Linked DNA regions of Mus musculus: region 1 is linked to region 2. The links are chromatin contacts, called in public Hi-C maps. All regions are on one chromosome and are shown on one strand. Each heading gives the region's core, a stretch centred on a gene start, on an enhancer-like site or on the middle of the called end of the contact. The rest is flanking DNA. Distances are from core to core; before and after follow the strand shown.

The links. A called contact is a pair of places that touch in the nucleus more often than the background predicts.
Region 1: a contact with region 2 is called in a Hi-C map of uterus, with 4 times the contacts expected there. The contact joins the promoter of 2310047K21Rik here to the promoter of Abtb2 in region 2.

The regions. Positions count from the first base shown.
Region 1 is chr2:104,815,659-104,818,358 of GRCm38.p6, reverse strand. It overlaps 2310047K21Rik (a long non-coding RNA gene), which reads right to left and starts at 1,437. Exons shown (of 3, transcript XR_003953885.1): 1 at 1-1,437. Qser1 (glutamine and serine rich 1) reads left to right here and starts at 1,663. Exons shown (of 12, transcript NM_001123327.2): 1 at 1,663-1,759.
Region 2 is chr2:103,564,864-103,567,563 of GRCm38.p6, reverse strand. Abtb2 (ankyrin repeat and BTB (POZ) domain containing 2) reads right to left here and starts at 1,254. Exons shown (of 17, transcript NM_178890.3): 1 at 1-1,254. The coding sequence starts at 837.

The sequences.
Region 1 (2,700 bases), core at 188-2,687, 1.3 Mb before region 2:
CATTTAGACTCCAGATCACCAGTCTGCTGGAAGTAAATGTTGTAGAGGGAGGAGGATATTTGCCGTACTTCTCAGCTGGATCTGAGATTTGGCAAATTCCTTCCTCAAGGAAAACCACTTTCCAAAGATATCCTAGGTAAATGCTTAATGAGATTAACATAAAACTGGAAAGGTCTACTGCGTCCACACCTTCGAATTCATTTGTAAATTACCACTACTTTCTTTTCTTCCCCACCGGGGGACCAGGCTGCAAGAGTCACAGGTGCAGAAGGTTTTTCACTAAAAACAGCATAGAAACAAAAGAATGAAGGCGCCAGGAGGAAAACATAGTCTCAGAACAAAATCAGTCTCGGAGGGGATGGCAGATCTAATGGCAGGTATTACAGAAGTTTAGATAGTCACCAGAGATAGAGAGTATCAGCTCTATTAGGTCTTCCGTTACGCCTGTCTGATTGGCTTAAACCTTTGTGCTAGTCTTTATCTTGAGAGATCTCTTTGCTAAGCACGTGATAGGTGTTAAGCCAATATTGATTTTTTTTAAAAGGAGAGATAGTCATTAAATCTAAGCTTCACGGTTAGTTTTAACTTTCAACTTATGGATCACAAGCCAAACGATTCATATGATCCCTGAATTTCATTACTCATAAGGAGAAACAGTTCGGGTAGGCACGACCTCAAAGTCATCAAATTACTCACACCACACAGCTTAGAAGTCCGATAAGGCAATGTTTGGGTAGAGTCTTGCAGAGATTAAACATCTTGAGCAGAGAGCCCCAACAAAGTGCATAGTGAGTTCGAATGTATTGTAATTAAAGTCATCCAGATGGTAGTTGGACTAATCAATGATGAGGCGGTATTTATCTTGGGATAGAAGATTCTGAACTCCAGAGTAAGAAAATCCCCAAGGTGGGGGGTGGGGACAGTTAATAAGTGCCCCTGGGAAAGGCCCATTCAGCTAGGGCTGCAAAATTCGTTTGAATTTGAATCAATTTGAATAGAAATCTCCCCCAGGAAGCAGGAACCAGATCCTCTAAGCCCAGCAAACTTTGGGCAGGAAGCGAGTACTGCAAAGCAACAGTCCCTTGTCTGTGGTTTGGGGCGCAGAGAAAGAAATCACAAGCGGGAATCGAGTGTTTGAGTTCCTTCAAAGAACCCGGGAGCGCAGAGTAACGAACTCCAGGCACAGTGCTGGCAAGCCCTCTCCTGTCCGCACCCATGCGGGTGCTCCGGCGCGTAGGCCTTCTCTTCACCGCTAGGGCGTCCACGGAGCAGCCCTCGTCCGGCCCGGCTCCCGAATCCGCAGCCAGCAGCGCGGGGCGCCGAGGGGGGCGGGGCGACGAGCGGGCGGAGGGCGCGGGAGGTGCATCCTGGGAAATCCAACAACATGGGGCGCCCGGGCTGCGGGCGCTGTGGCCGCCTCGCGTCCCGGCCGCAGGCGCCGCCGCTCTCCTGACGTCCGAGCCGAGGCCCGCCCGCCGCAGCCCGGTTCCCCCGCCCAGGCGCCCCCGCCCCCCGGCCGCGCCATGTGAGGGGCAGCTCCCGCCACCGCCTCTTCCTCCCCGCGCCTCCCGCCCGCCCCCGCCGCCTCAGCCCCCGCCATGGACGCGCACTACGCGCCCGCGGGCTTCGCTGAGCCTCCCGCGCCCCCCGCCAGCGCCGCCACGCAGCCCGCTGCCCCCGCCTGGGCCTACGAAGCCCGGGTCCCGGCCGCCGCCTCCAGCCCCAGCTGCAGCGGCAGCAGTCCCAGCCTCAAGGCCAGGTAGAGAGGGTGGGCGCGGGGTCTCACTGGGCCAGGAAAGGCCGCGGATGCGCCGGGGCCTGTGCCCGCCCCTCTCGGGGGCCCAGGCCGGGTGGGGAGCCTTCGAGGCGCCCTTCTTTGCTCCCGGGAGAGGCGGTGGACAACTCCTGGCGGGTGGTCCCGGCTGGGAGGGGGCGCATGGTGCAGGATTCGCTCCTGGGGCGGGTCGGGGCGTGGGGCAGAAAGGGAAGGTTGGGTGGGATGGAGGGGCGCAGTCACCTCTCGGTGCTGGACTCCCACATGGTAAAGTTTAAGCTCCGGGCTGACCTCGGTATCTGGGGAACCGGGACTGACTCCGCGGGGAGGCCTAAAGGGGCGCCGCGGAGTCCTGGGCAGTGACATTCCATTGTATTGGAATCTGGGTGGCCGACAATGTGGTGTTGGGGGCTTCGGCAGTGTGAAGGTGAGGGCGGTGGCAGGGCATGACGAGGAGCGGGGCCGTGTCGCTGACACTGGGGGTCCTGGGATGACTGGGCTGCAAGAGAACCCCCAGGGCGGGACACGAATGCAAAGCAGGGGCTGGGTGACATATGTTTATAGTGATGTAGTGTTCCACGCGTTCAAAGTTGCTTTTGGGTTTCCTCTGCTTTTAACAACGGCAGGAAGTCAAGATTCCCTCTTGGCTTTCAGTGTCTGGGGGTGACTGAGTTTTGGGAAGCGTTGAGGGCTGGTGGTCAAAGAAGGCTCTAGAGGTCGAAGACCCAAAGCATGCTTCTCCGTCTCCACTTCATTGTATAGTGCGGCTCTCCAGCATGGGCAGTAGACCCCAAAATGGGGACTCCTGTTTGCTATTTAAGCTCGCGAGAAATGTGTAGCAGTACTACACTTTGAAATGGTCACATTCGAATGATAACTGGAAGGCGTGGTCTGGCTTTGGGAGCGGGGTACTTTTTAAAAACCGC
Region 2 (2,700 bases), core at 5-2,504:
TCCCCAGAGCTCGGCGTCGTTGTTGATGACCATCTCCAAGGCCTCAGCGGATACCTCTCCACCTCCTGCCCCTCCGCCATCTGGGCTCTGGCTCGCCAGCACCCTGGCCCGGATCTCCTCCACCAGGTTCTCCATGCAAGCCGTTAGCGAGATGGCCGCGTACTCATGGATGCGCACGGAGATGCGAGTGTCCACCATCCAACGGAAGAAGCGGCCCACGGAGAAAGTGAGGCCGCAGCGCGCCGACTTGCCGCGGCGCAGCCCATCCCCAGCGCTCATGCTGTAGAGGGACAACGCCTTGACCGCTGCCAGTGCGCAGCTCTCGGCCAGCGCCCAGCTGTGCACCAGGCGCACCGCACTCTGCACCTCGAAGCGGGTGCACTTAGCGTGCAGCACGCTAAGGCGCTGCGCCTCCCGGGCCACGCGGATGAGCGCCCGGCGGAGGAGTCCGGCCAAGCGTCTCACAGCCTCGGCGGAGAACGAGGGCAGCCTCCGGCCGCCGACGCTTTTGCGGAGCACCCGGGCCACGTCTCCCTCGGTCCAAGGGAACTCCTCCAGCTCCGGGAGCCGCGGGCAGCGGGAGAAGAGGTCGGCCACTTCGGGATCCTCGGGCAGCACTGTGTTCACCGTGTCCCAGCTGTTGTGGCGGCTGTTCATGGAGCCGGAGTAGCACCACCAGGCCGCCCCGCGGTGCTGCTGCGCCGAAGAGTTGAGCGCCTGCGAGTTGGACTTGGAAGACGAAAGGCTGAGCGAGCGGCAGGAGTCGCCGGCCCCATACCCGGAGTCCAAGGTCAAGTCCTCCAGAGTCTTCAATGTGGAGCTGTATGTCCCGGCCATGGGGGAGCCTCCGCGCGCGGCCTCGCCGAGCGAGGGGCTCTCACTGTTCCATGCCCACTTGCCCCGGGGGAAGGGGGCGGAAACCAGCTCTAGGCTCTCGGAGGCGCCCTCCGTGCTCGCCGCGCCGCGCCTCGGGGCCGCAGCATCGCCCGCGCACAGGCCGCGGGAAGGTAGGCGAAGCTCTCAGCCGGCCGGAGCCCGACGCCGTCCGCGTTCAGTCGCGCCGCTGTCAGCGAACGGACTTCCCAGCCCTCCTCCTCTGAACTCGCGCCGCCAGCTCTCAGCTTCCCTTACAGAGCGTCCGGAGAGTCCATCACCACAGAAAGAATCCCGAGAAAACGGGGCGGCCACCGAAGAGCGAGGCGCCCGAGGTCCGTCTGGGACCAGCCGCTGAGAAAGCGCTCCACAAACTTCTACGGGGCGCGGGTTACAGACACAGATAGGTCCTCTGGAGCGGCCCGCATGCAAATACACCCGGGCGGTTCACCAATCATCAGCCACGCCGGGCAAGGGCTATGCCAATGGTTTCCGAGAGGGGCGGGAAATATGCAAATCACCGAGAATGGGGTGTAGCGGGTGGGTATGGCTGAGGGGGTTGGGTGGGGAGAACAAGCGAGCGAGCTGGCAAGGAGGTGGGGCGCAGAGACCCAGAAAGCCGGGGGAACCCGAAAACAGGCCCCAGCGCTGAGGATTAAAAGATAAACGAAAAGGAAAAGCCCCTATGTGCTGTCCCTTTCCCGCCTTCTATGCTTTAGACTTAGGCAGGCAGCTCCTTGTAAAGCTGTGAGCACCCAGCCCAGGGCAGTAGGAAAAGAAAACTGGGAGGAGACCCGACTCACCTTTCTTGTCGACTTTCTACCAAGCCCCTCCTCCTTCTCTTTTGAGAAATGAAAAGCTATTTATGTTTGGAGGGCAGGGGAGCACCTCTGCTTCTCTTCTCAGATCTATCTAGTTTTGTTTATATTGACTTTAGGCTCCAATCGAAACAGACTATCTTAAACTGGGACCTGAAAATAGCCCGGCACTCAGAGGCCTGTGATCACACCCCTGTATCCACTGTTACAGTCCACTGTTTTCCAAGGATTATCTAGGAGGTGGGAGTCCAAACCTAAAGAATGAACGGCTTTCCTCCTACCGGTGTACTATCAGGCGGATCCTTTTTGTCCAAGGTGGGAGGGAGTGCCTGCAAGGAACCAGATGAAAAACGAGGACCTGCGCTGAACACCTCGTGCATGCAGGTGTTCCCTTTTAAGGACTTGCTGGCATGATGTGCGGGTCCGCAGGTCTTCTTCCCCCTCGGGACTCGGTGCCTCCTGGGTACAGTGAATTGCTGTCCTTCCAGTAGCGCCCAGGTGCACCCCAAGCGGCTCGCTAGAGAGCTACTGATTGCATAGATCCACGCCCAGCTCTCGGAGGACCAGCTGCTCCTCCATAACTATTCACACGCACGTGCACAAGCGTGCACCAGCCCCCCTCCAGCAGGACTGCAAAATCAAAGCGCGGATTGTGCACAACGTTCGTCCCAAGTCCTCTTCGCCAGCTCCTGAATAGCTCCTTTGTGCTGTACTTTACAGTTCTGACCTTGGGCCGTGAGTTGGATACGAACTAGAAAAGTCTGGTTTGTCTCTTTCCTTAAATTAATGATCCCTTTCCCCATAAAGCGATTTTTTATTTGGCAGTTTTACTTAATTTTTTCCTTTCCTGGGGTACATGAGACGTTGCCTCCTGATGCCATAGAATTGGAAACAGAGTCAAGGACGGAAGTACTGTGCAAGGCATAAGTCATCAAATTAACAGAGTCACATTTTATAGAGGCGAAATTAGAAGTTAAATTAGAGGTTCAACTTGTCAGAAAACACGAAA